Regions from separate parts of the Sus scrofa genome. Here all the other regions are linked to region 3. The links are chromatin contacts, called in public Hi-C and HiChIP or PLAC-seq maps. All regions are on one chromosome and are shown on one strand. Each heading gives the region's core, a stretch centred on a gene start, on an enhancer-like site or on the middle of the called end of the contact. The rest is flanking DNA. Distances are from core to core; before and after follow the strand shown.

Region 1 (3,934 bases), core at 1,378-3,877, 390 kb after region 3:
TAGTCACTCATTTAATCTTGAAGATAATCTAGTAAACTAGGTATTATATTCTTCCTATATTTTACAGGTGAGGAAACTGAAATTTATCAGGATTTCATAACCTCTAAGGTCAAAAGTAGGCAATTTACCAAGATGTAGCCCCATCTTGTGTTTCTACAGCAGTGTTCTTAAATGGCCATTTCACTATAATGTTAGAAGGGCTTTTGGTTTGGTTTGGTTTTTGAAATCCAGACTGTGGAACTGTAATCTCAAACATGTCTTCTCTCCATTCTAAGACCATCAAAGGGAAAATTTATTTAACTCAATAATCTCATAGTATTTTTTTTTAAGAAACCATCATGTAACCAAATATTTTTCTTCTCCAAATCTGAATTTTTCCCATGACTAAAGTATTAATCCACTGTCTCTAAATTCTGCCTCTGATAAACATTATCTAAAAAGTTTTAACTTTTTTCCTTAATCTTTTCTTTCATAAGAAAAAACAATGTTCTTTAATTGTACCACAGAAGTCATTTTCCCCTACTTTCTAAACCAAAATACTTTGCCGAAAGTAGAGACCTCTGAGTAAAAATACACAGATTTGATTTTTAAACTATTTTGAAAAAAACTAAGTGTTTAATTGAAGTCTTCCTATCTATAAGGTCTTTTCCTTTCCTTGATTCATTTTTACTTGAGGACAAACATGAATATTGGCATCACAAACAATGGCTCTCGGAAATCATGTAGCAGACAGCTGACATTTCCAACGATATCCGTATTTCAGAATAATCCTCATAATATCAACACAGATGTTTCTTTTTTTCATTAACTGTAATATCTTCAAATTTGATACTGAAACACCAAATAAATGTCAGACCTTCTTTGTTGTTGATAAAGACATTGGATTCTGAAGCAGTACTCACATTCATATCTTACAACCCTGTTTATTGTTTCAACAGAGGAGTTCTGAGCACAAAGTGTGTGGGAAGAATATTTATCTTATTTTTACAGATCAGAAAGCTGATGCATAGAGATTAAGTTATATTTATAAGGTCAATGAAAATATCAACATAACTGTGATGAGCCAAATATGCATTCCACAAAAGTCTAAAAATAAAGTGGATTTTCAAGTGATATGCAACTAGCATTTTCAGACACTCTGTAAAATTAAAGAATTCATATACTCATGCCTTTCATTTCAGCTTTAATTTAGTTTCTCAACATTATGTTTCACAGGAAATTCCCAGCACAGTTTTACATTTGACCTAAAAGCATAAAGTCCAAAGGAGTTTGGACACATCCACATATATGTGGGGTTTTATTTACAGAATGTATTTCTATAAAAGTCTCAGTATCATTTGTGTTAAGTAATGTAAAAGTACTACATTGGGTTTTAAATGGGGAAAGACCGAAGAAATACAAATTCTCACACTTTTCATCTCAGTTCTAACAGCAACTCTCTGGCCATTTGAATAATGCTACTAATTGTCCTGTATGTAAATTTGGGTGTAGCTGTATTTCATCTTGGATGTTTGATGTCTTTCTTATAATCATTTAGATTCATAATGATTCCCATAGGGAATTGATTTGTTCTTGTGAGGACTCATCAATAATCTCTCTCTTGCTGCATTTAATTAAAATCACTAAGCTATGTTTTAGTAAAGACAAATGGCAGTCTCTACCTATTAGCATCTCCAAGAATTTAAGTAAACTCCTGATCAGACGTGAAATCTGATATGACTCTTAAAAATACTTTCTGAAATTTCACATCTGAATTAAGAAATTAATGAAAGAGAGGGAGAGGAGGAGTGAAAGGGAAAGAGAGGGAGGGGAGAAGGGGAGATAGAAAGAGAGAGAGAGAAGCAAATAAACCCAAAATAAGGATTTTGCAGACTAGCCTCAGACGGCTGCCTCAGATACGTTTTAGTCCAACTGCTATTTCTCCAGTTAGCGTACAATGTGCTGTGTGTGAAAACACTCATATATAAACAGGAATTTGAGCTCTGCAACACTTCTGCTTACTTTCTCTTCTTCTCCTCTCCCCTCCCTTCCCTATGTCCTTTTACTTCCTAATCTCCCAAATCAAATGCTAAATCAGGAGCAATAGCCTACAATTAGCCTTTTCAATTAAAATGTAGAGTTCAAAGTTGACTCCAAAGTGAGTAATTGCTTTTGAAAACCACAACCGGCAGGCAGCTGCCAGATTATTACAACAGTTTATTTAACCTCAAAACATCTGATCAATTTTATTATCTCAGCAGAAGAGAGATATCCTGGAGAGTAGGGTTTAAAATATACTACTCATCTTAGATGTCTGAGAGAAGATAAAAATTCCTCAGTGCTATAAATATCCCTTTGCCATCACCTTGCTGAGAAAACAAACTCCTATCACACTTGCTTCATTTGAAAGTTAACAGAAACTAAGAAACTAAAGGCAAAAGCATCATCATGATATGAGCTAGGGCAGAAATGTGGGGAAGGGAGCCAGGAACAGACAATTTACAAAATTACAAGGTTTAAAAACATTCAAACATCCGGCTCATGATGTTTGGGATTTTTAATCATCCAGAAAGGAGACTCAGAGAAGGCTGCCAACCTCACCAAAACAAAGACTATCACGTTTCCAGAGTCCTGATTTGGCTGCCTCCACACTGCTGCTCTTATTTATTTATTTTTTTATTTTTTATTTTTTTAAATCTGCTCTGTGGCTCAAGGGATAAAAAGGATGGAAATCTTCATGTTATACAAATGGCCTGGGGAGCCTTCAGAGCTCCTGGCTCCACCCAGCAAGGCCAGGGCACAGAACACACAGAACCCTCCAGCCTCCACTTCTGGGGATCCCTCCCACCCCCTCTTCCTGACCTTCCTGTTCCCCATCTTGCCAGGCTGTCCCTACACCCTTGGATTTCATCTTGCCACTGCTTCTGCAAGCTTCCTGAAACCTACCACACTGAACAGGCTGTGCCCATCATTTTACCTTCTCTTCCAGATTCGTTGTGAAGATTCAGTGGCTATTATATGTACAGTGCTTAGAGACAACTCCCCACCCCTCGCCCCCTGTGGTGCACAGGAAGTGCTATATAAGTGTTAGCCTTTTGTTTTTATAATTCACTCAGGATGTAGTCTTTACTTCTCTTTGGCTCTGGACTTGGCCTCTGGGACAGTTCTACCTGCTCCCAGGCCCACCTTCCAGCACTTAGAACATCTCTTCAGAGGCAGAGTTCAAACACCTAGTTTATACCGAGGCTGTTTTGGTGTCCTTACTTAAGGGTCATGTTATAAGAAGGCTTTGGTACAATCATATATCTCTCACTGAATTTCCAGCAATTTAACCACCTTAAAAAATGACTCCGAATTATAGTTACTTCCAAAATATACCACCATTCCCAGCCACAGGGATCCTAATTCCCATTCGAGGAATATTACTATTGCACCTTTTCTGCCCATTCTAGCAACTGTCCACTTGAAAGAAAAACAACATTCAAAGAACAAGTCAATTTAGGAAATGTTCATGGGAAAGAAACCACTCATTTCTACAAAACGAGCCTTCAGTATCCGAAAAATCATGAATCTAAATACTTATTGTGTTTTATAGTCTGATGATTGTTTTTTATATCTATTTCCCAATCCCATTTCACTTTTCCTTCTAGAACCATGCAATATTATTTGATAGCCTTACATTCCTAGGAATTCTTGTATAAGAATGTTTTGTGTATATTTTAATGTAAAGTGCATTGATTTATAACCTAATAATTCATAAAGGTTATTGATTTATAAAAATGTGACTCATTCTATTTATTAGTTTTAATCATTCAATCCAGTGTTTTCATAAAATATTCATGTGATTTTTTTGTACATCTAGTTTGTTACTAGTCATTACTGCAGAGAACCAAAGTGCGTACCCATAATATTTTTACCTAACCACTAAATGCATGCCATTAATTAACAACAAAAA
Region 2 (3,904 bases), core at 844-3,343, 460 kb before region 3:
GAATCAAGTTAGAAACGGTGAGACAACTCAGGAGGGTATTTTAACATTAAGAAGAAGGCGTAATGGCTTGTACCAAAGTGGTGACAGGTGAAGGGATGTGAGAAGCAGTGGTTTTCTGAATATATTTTGGGGGTCATTCAGCACATTTTGGTGAAGGTTTGTTGGGTGGGATGTGAGAAAAAAAGAAATTCCTATGACAATTCTACGGTTTCTGGCCTGAGCAAGGAGAAGCACTTACAAGATGCAAAAGACTGGGAAAGAATCAGGTTTGGATATAACAGGAGCACAGTTTTCAGCACTTGAAGGATGCCCTTTAACTGTTTAATTTGAGAGGTTATATAGCAGAATTATAGGGGACAACGATGTAGATTCTAGAACCTGAATACTCAAGTTCTTCAAATCACCTACTTCAAATCCTGCAGTGCCATTGCTGGATATGAACTTCATAAAGTGCTTCATCTCTCATTCCGTTTTCTTAGATGAAGAAAAATGAGGAAGATACTATCAACCTCATAAAGTTGTTGTGAGAATCAAGTGAGTTAAAACTTGCAAAATACTAAGACTAGGGTCTGGCATCGAAAGGGTTTCATAAAGTTATTTTTTTCTCTTTCTATGATTGAAGAGACAATGTCAATAGGATAGGAGTCTGAAATTAGAAGAACTATGGGCTAAAGATAAACGTTTGGGGGTTTTAGCCTACAGATTGTGTTAGTATTATGAGACTGGATGACAACACCTAGAGGATATGCAGACAATGAAGACTGACCAAAGATCGAGATTGAAACCCTGAACACTGAAAGGATTAGGGAAGACAGAGAGAAAGCCAAGGAAGAGGGGCTCATGATTTCAAAGAAAAACTAGGAGAGTGAGTTGTCCTGGAGGGAAGCACATACTTGAAGGAGAACATGTGCTAACTGTCAAATTCAACAAAGTCATGGCCTTGAACTGGCCATTGGACTTAACAACAGGGGCATCATGCTGACTTTGTAAGAGCAATTTCAGAGAAACAGTGAGGGGAGAAATGCCTGCTAGAGTGTGTCCATGGGAGAAGTGGGGGAGAGAGATAAGAAACAATGATTATAGACACCTCTCTGAGGGAAATTTGAGATCAAGTAATGGAAATGAAGCCTAGCTATAAGCAAAGAGGGGGTGAAATAAAAGCTTTTTTAAAGTTGGTAGAAAATAACAGGCTTTTCTGTATGTAGACAGGAATAATTTTAGAGGAAAACTGAGAGAGAGGTGCAGAAGCAGATGGAAACCAGGACACAAGCACAGAGAGTGAGCCTTATTTAATAGTATGAGCAGTTCATTAAGAGAAATAGGTTTGGCTGGTGGGTTAGACAGGTGAAGTTCTCTTTGATGGCTTCTTTTTGTTTTGTTTGAGGTTAAAAAAAAAAAAGGAACAAGTGCATCAATGAATACTGAGGACATGTTGAAAGTGAGAGTACGAATCCATCATCAAGGAGTGTGGAAGAGTGACGAGAGTTGGGGAAGTGTAGCATGATTGCCTGACAGAATTAAGAGCTCAGCTGAAGTATGTAATCATGAATAGGTGCAGCCAGTTTCATGGTCATATGATTTTCTCTATCCACATTCAGCTAAAAGAGGACAGACATACAGGAGACCTACGGTGGACTGAATCTTTTTGGTGATGTAATAAGACCAAGAGAACAATCATATTGATTATGATATTTGGCCATCTAAGAAAGTAAATACATGAGAAAGGGTGAGAGGATGGAAAGGTGGTAGGGATGCCTTAGTGAGGCAATGCTGGCTATGGAATATCAAAGGTAGTGAGCTGGAAAGAGAGATGGAGTGATCAGAGAAATGTTTGAAATTGAAATTATGGTGGAATTACAGTTATTATAAAGGCAACATGACTGATATAAAGTGAACAACAAAAATTACTGGGGCAAAGAGACCAAGGAACTGAGATGCCAGGATAATAGAAAGATCACTTATGTGATTTAATCACAAGAGGAATATTGGAGAAAACAGCCAGTGAGCCACTAGCAAAAGTCACTATGCTGCAATCACTGCTGGCTGAATTTGTCAACCAACCAGAAGGTTAAGAGGCAAACTCCCCTCTCTATCAGCAATATCAACATCACTTCCTGGCCTTCCACACTCTCTGGGGTCTCATGAGGATAGAGCTGTCACAGAGAATTTCAATTATCAAGATACTCAAATAAAGCTAACTTTTATATAACCTTTGCCTTATATATTTCAGTACAGAGAGGTAAGGACAGAAAAAGGTATTTCTTATCACATTTTGTAAGCTGATAGGTTACATTTCTGAAGAATTATAACAATTCCTTAAATAAAGGTTGTTTATCATTCACATTTAATAATGAATTTAAAACTTGCATGTTTTCCTGATACTGTAAGCAATTTCCTCTGTGTTCTGGGACTTTCCCTGCTGTTCCACGAGTCTGACCACACTCATCTGTATCAGATGACCTGAATTTCCTGAGTTATTTGTGTAGTGCCTGTATTCAAGGTTTCCAAGTGCTATCACGCAGTGAACCATTGTTTGTTTTTAATTTCAGAGGAAATATTAATTGAGGGACTACCTGATATTTTTCATTCCAAAATGAAAAGAAGGGCAAAAACTAATTAATCAACTACTAAGTCAATATGTGGTAGCCAAAATAAGCACACATAAGATAAAGTAGACCATACTTCATATAAAACAGCTTTAACTTAACTAATAGAGAAGATAAGAATGGAAAGGAGAGAATAAAACACAGAGAAAACAGAAAAGAAAATAGATATTAGAAAGGGAAGCATGTCTGATGGGTGAGGCCAAAAATGCTATTTCTTGTGTTTTAAGAAAATATGTATAATTAAAATACATAAAAATTGAACAGAAAGTAGCCATAGTAAATGAAGTTACTCTGTTATTATGTTCAATTGTTTTATGTTTTAAAAAAAATTAATGTGTTGTCTCTGAAAATAAAAACATATATTGTCTATAAAAAACAAAAATTTGTAAACTGCTGTAGGATTCCTAAATGAGTGAATGAGATTTTATTTTTCATATTATAATTTTATAGTTTCCTAATCATATTTATTTAGTTAATTATTTAGGCCACACGTGCAGCATGTGAAAGTTCCTGGGCCAGGGATCAAACCCATGCCACAGCTGCTGTAGTGACAACACTGGATCCTGAACCTGCTGCACCACGAGGGAACTCCTCCTTATCTTCTTTATAAGGTTGCCTCCATTGACTTGCCTCCATGTATTTCAGAGTATGTTCGAACATACTCTGAAATAAAACCTCATTACTTCATTATTGATCTAAATCCAAATTTCATCATAGTCTTTAAAAAATGCAGTATTATTACTTTAAAATATAGAAGTACATTGGATTAATTGCTCATTGGAAGGTAAGAGTTATAAGGAACTGTACACCTGATCTGGTCCAGTGCTCACATTTTTTCAGTGAGGAACATGAGACAATAAATGACCAGACTGGGTTTTGAATCTTGTGTTCTACAGACCCACTCAGCCACTTTCTATTTCTGTTCAGGGTCACACAGCTAGCAAGTAGCTAAATTGCCATGAGAATTTAAGTACAAGTCCTATTCTTTCTGAACCAAGCAAAATTCACCTTTGAAAAACTTGGTTAATGGACTTTTTACTATGTGTGTTAATAATTAAAGCTTAACTTTGGGGAAAAGGTTATTTTTAATAGTTTAAATGTGATCCTGGGTATTTTGCTGAGACTATTACACAGCATTCATATTTTAATGAAAAAGAAAGAGAATAGCTTCCTTATAGAGAGTAGGAAATAAAATTTCAAACCAGTCAAGAACCAGTGATCCCAAGCTCAAAGGAAGCTTCTGAAACACAAGAAATACTATAGGGGATAGAATATCTTGTTAAATATCAGAGTTTATA
Region 3 (4,062 bases), core at 1,444-3,943:
AAATAGTGAATTTGGCAAATTAAATTTTATTTTCAGAGTATACATATATTTAACTAGAAGCTGGGGTATTTCCTTTAGATAGTCAAAAGTTCTTTCAAAATATTCAATCAGAAAAAAAAAAAAAAGTTCATTCTAACTCCCCAGTGATTTTACCCTTGGTGATAACTAACTGTATTTCCCACTCAAGATGTAATATAGTAATACTTTATGTAGCTGATAAAAACTTCTGTTTATTTTTCCAATACTTTAATTATCACCTTCACCATGTATATGGTTACTTCTCTCCAAAGAAGGGTAGCACTATTAATATTAACAACTTTCTTGTTATTAAAATAATTGAAGGGAACCAGTTCTTAGATCACACCTCTTAGATCCCACTTTCCTTATTTCTCCTCAGCCAAAATAACGTATCTTTATGAAAATATCAATTTTCCCCATGAAACTTAAGTGCATTGGTTCAGTTGAGGAAGCATAAGAAACCTCTTTCACATAGTTTCTCACAACAGAAAGTAAAATGAACAGTAAGAGCTTCTGGTAATTGCAAAAGTGATGGTGACCACCCTGAACTCAGATCTTATTCCAGAAAAGTTACATTTGTATCAAAAGCTGATTTTATAAAATGATCACTATATTCTAAAACTGACTTTTGTTTTCCAATGAAGATGAAAACCTCTTGCTATGATTAACCTTTTTAACCCTCTGTCTAAGGAATGCTTCACTTATGGTTAGTAAAAACCACTAAAAAAAAAAAAAAATGAGTGATACTGCTGGTAACTTTCTTGGATCTAAATCAGTTTGTGATGAGGCATTAGAAGTTCATTCCTGACCTTGGAATGCAAAAATTAGATTTTGAGTTTGTGATAGAAGAATCCATCCCATACTAACGCTGAAGAATAATTGATACCACTGCTCCAAAAGAACATGAAATACGCGGCTCAATCACTGTCTTTCATGTGAGATCTTACCTAAAGCATTATAAAGGATAAACAATTTCCAATCCTGCAAACTAATATCTACAATTATCTCCCAGGACTGTTAAACCCATTCCACAAAGAAAGAAAATACGTAAGTATTACATTAAACAAACGAGAGTTTACACAAAGATGAAACGAAGGTTGCGTTTCAGCTACAGAAGAAAACTCACAACTTCCCTAAAGGTAAAGCATCTTTTAACAATTCCTAAGAATACAGATAGGTAAGGGCTTTGAACAGTCTCCCGCAAAACTGTTCTCTCTGTATTGCTAAAATTTAGCTGGCAGCCTGTAACTTCAGGCATGCGCGTTCAGTAAGGTTCCCCTTTTGCGTGGCAGCTCCTTATCTTTACTTGGATCTACCTCTCCCGTGCGCACCCTCACTAGCGGTACCTGGGTTGCTGCTGTTTGTTTCCCAGTTCTTGTTTCGGATAATACTCCACTGGTTGGGGATTTTCCTGTCCACTTTTGAACCTTAAATTCTCTCTTGGGTTAGCATCACAAGAACACAGCACTATTAATCCTCTTTTCTCTATGGTCTAAACATGTATTTAGTTATTCTGACACATTCTTTAAAATCTTCTAAATTCCTAGATTATGCCCTCTCCCCTAAGAAAGGGTATTTTTTTTTTTTTTTTTTTTTTTTTTTTTTTACCATTTGGAATAGGGTGCTATTTAAAGAACTCTGAAATCAGAATTAAAAAAAAAAAACTAAAACTTTTTTTCTCATATGCTCTGCCAAGTTCCACTGCAAGTTCCAAATATTGTGCAATAATTTGGAAATCCAGTTAACGATGGGAAAAATCGAGCCACTCAGAGTTGGGAACTTACAAGGGAAAAGTCAAGGAAAGGCACCAGCACGCACGCCCAGCGGGCGCTGTCTTCCAGGGTGCACTTTCCTCCCCATCACTCAGATGGAAGGTCACGCTTTGCAATCGATTTCACATACTTGTCACTTGTCCTTTTTTCTCAACCCTCTGGTAAACTAGTTTGAATCTTGGATAGTTTAGCGCAGTTGGCTGCAGCTTTGCCCTAGGAGAAACACGTGCCCTCAAATAAAAGGACCAAAGCAGCCTCGCGGAACTTGGCAGCAGGGAGTCAGAGAGTAAAAGACCTGTACGGTACAGCCTGCCGCCTCATTCTAGTGTAAGAATCTTCCCTGTCATCTCTCCGCCCCCTTCGCGGAGGGTGCCGGCGCGCCCTTACCTGAGCTATCGCTTTTCCTCTTGCCCCCGCTTCTCTTCTCCGCCTCCGCGGGTGACAACGCCTGACGGCCGTAGTCCCCTGGCGGGCACGCGGCCCCGGTCGGGGTGCTGGAGCCCAAGCTGGAAGAGTTGGAACACAGGACCGGTGGACTGCTTCCCAGCTCCGGGGGCCCTCCCGAGTCCGGCTGGAGGCAGAGGCTGTGCCGAGCCGCACTCGGGGGGGAGGACATCTGCGGGAGGTGCCAGTTGGTTTGCAGAGCTTGGTGCTGCTGCTGCTGGTGGTGATGGTGGTGATGGTGATGGTGGTGGTGGTGCCCCCTGTGATGCTGGCTGGCAAACATGCCCTCCTCGTTGGGGTATCCCGCGATTATGCAAGACGAGGAAGAAGTGGAGAGCTCAGGGTAGGACATATGGTCAGATCTTCCATGGAGGGCGAGAGAGGACTGGGAGAACGGGTGCAAGCCTTGCGCGGTGGCGTGAGGGCTGCGCAGGCAGCCAAAGAGCGGGTGTTCCATAGCATGCACGTCTCGGGTTCCAGGCAGAAGACTTCACGACGGTTCCAAGCGCCACCACCCTCTGTCACTTGTCACTGGAAACCGTGTGACTTTTCCCCCTCTCAAAGCAATAGCCGCCCGAGTTTCTGCAGAGCTCGGATAATCCCGGTCCTGAGCCCTAGCGGCCAGTCTCCTTTACATATAAACACTCGGACCTGGAGGAGCTTCCCTCTGAGCTACTCAGATGTCAAGAGTGGGAGAGGTTGAAGCCAAAAGAAGGTGGTCCCAGAGAACTGCATTCAGGGGGAAATGGCTCTGAGAGGTTATAAATAGAGTGTAACGTGAGCTGGGGGCTGGCTTAGGAGCCCAGTGCTGACCACATGCAAACTCCCTCCAAAACTCCCTCTCAGTCCGCGCCTTGCGCTCCCAGTTCCACTTCCTATCGCCGGCTGGACGCACGCAGCGTGTCCACGCCCGCCCACCCCTGCCAGACTTGCAAGACTGTAAGCTACCCGCCGGTCTCCTAAACCCGAGCCTAGGGCAGCAGCCGTTCACCTTTCCGCCCGGTGGGCCCAGACGCGCCGCAGCGCCCGCCTGCCCCAAGCGCTCACCCAGGGTCAGAACTTGCTCAAGTCTCTCTTGAAAGATGCCTTGTCACTGCCACTTGGGTATCGTCACCTGCAGGAAAGCTAGGGGTGCGCCTAGTTCTGGAGGTGCACGAAAAGAGCAGTGGGATTCAGGAAAAAGATGTGCGCTAGCTTGGAGCGCACTCAGATAAATTTCTCCAACTTCGCATCAACTGAGGCCCAGGGCTCAGTGGCGCTTCTAGCTTTTATGGCTAGTGTCTATGCGTGGGTTGTTCTTGGGTTCGGACGCGTATCCGAGGTTGCTGAGAAGTGTCCCACCGACAAGAAAGGCCCATTCTCCAGTGCCGCGAGGAGCCTGTTGGGGCGAAGGAACGCATGAGGCGGTGACAGCTGCAGATGTACAGACCCCGGGCATCCTCACCTGTGGTACTAGGAGGGTCTCTTCCTCTGCTTTCCTCAAAGGGCCAACCCCTCTGCCTTCCTGGTCCCACTCCATTTCTTAGTCACTTGTCCCCCAAGAAGAACTTTTCCTGGGTCAGGAATATGCCCAAGCGATTTCGTCCCGGTCACATGAGATGTGCATGTTTTACGCACATTTCCAGTCTTTCCCCTCAGGAACTAGCCCACTTCCCCTTGTTTCCCTCCAGAAATCCATCCTCTCTTCCCCTCAAAAATACATCAGCTAATCACACCCATCACCTCCTCCCCCCGCCCCCCGCCATGGTTCCATTTACTGAAAAATATTACACTTCGGTACCTCTTAAAGTTCATTAAACCTGGTACCTTGGGTCTCCCTGGTTACAAT

What was found. A called contact is a pair of places that touch in the nucleus more often than the background predicts. HiChIP or PLAC-seq counts read pairs in DNA pulled down with a chosen protein or histone mark.
Region 1: a contact with region 3 is called in an H3K27ac HiChIP or PLAC-seq map of skeletal muscle, with 18 times the contacts expected there. The contact joins the enhancer-like site here to the promoter of MEOX2 in region 3. A contact is called at or near these places in 12 of 47 Hi-C or Micro-C datasets (alveolar macrophages, embryonic fibroblasts, fetal skeletal muscle and 7 more) and 1 of 2 datasets of contacts at active chromatin or transcription factors (skeletal muscle).
Region 2: a contact with region 3 is called in a Hi-C map of subcutaneous adipose tissue, with 1.5 times the contacts expected there. The contact joins the enhancer-like site here to the promoter of MEOX2 in region 3. A contact is called at or near these places in 3 of 47 Hi-C or Micro-C datasets (embryonic fibroblasts, fetal skeletal muscle and subcutaneous adipose tissue) and 1 of 2 datasets of contacts at active chromatin or transcription factors (skeletal muscle).

What each region holds. Positions count from the first base shown.
Region 1 is chr9:85,399,139-85,403,072 of Sscrofa11.1, forward strand. It overlaps LOC106504972 (a long non-coding RNA gene), which reads left to right. Exons shown (of 3, transcript XR_001298981.2): 1 at 1-3,934. Among named protein-coding and RNA genes, the nearest start is that of ISPD, 310 kb to the right of the region's middle. Within about 2 kb of position 2,628, at least 12 of the 83 cell types and tissues checked have an H3K27ac peak or open chromatin away from gene starts, as enhancers often do. A contact at or near this core is called in mesenteric adipose tissue, retroperitoneal adipose tissue, skeletal muscle and 1 more, where this site is marked.
Region 2 is chr9:84,542,863-84,546,766 of Sscrofa11.1, forward strand. No RefSeq gene overlaps it. Among named protein-coding and RNA genes, the nearest start is that of DGKB, 190 kb to the left of the region's middle. Within about 2 kb of position 2,094, at least 2 of the 83 cell types and tissues checked have an H3K27ac peak or open chromatin away from gene starts, as enhancers often do. A contact at or near this core is called in subcutaneous adipose tissue, where this site is marked.
Region 3 is chr9:85,007,246-85,011,307 of Sscrofa11.1, forward strand. MEOX2 (mesenchyme homeobox 2) reads right to left here and starts at 2,694. Exons shown (of 3, transcript NM_214121.1): 1 at 2,178-2,694. The coding sequence starts at 2,691. It overlaps LOC106504971 (a long non-coding RNA gene), which reads left to right and starts at 3,198. Exons shown (of 2, transcript XR_001298980.2): 1 at 3,198-4,062.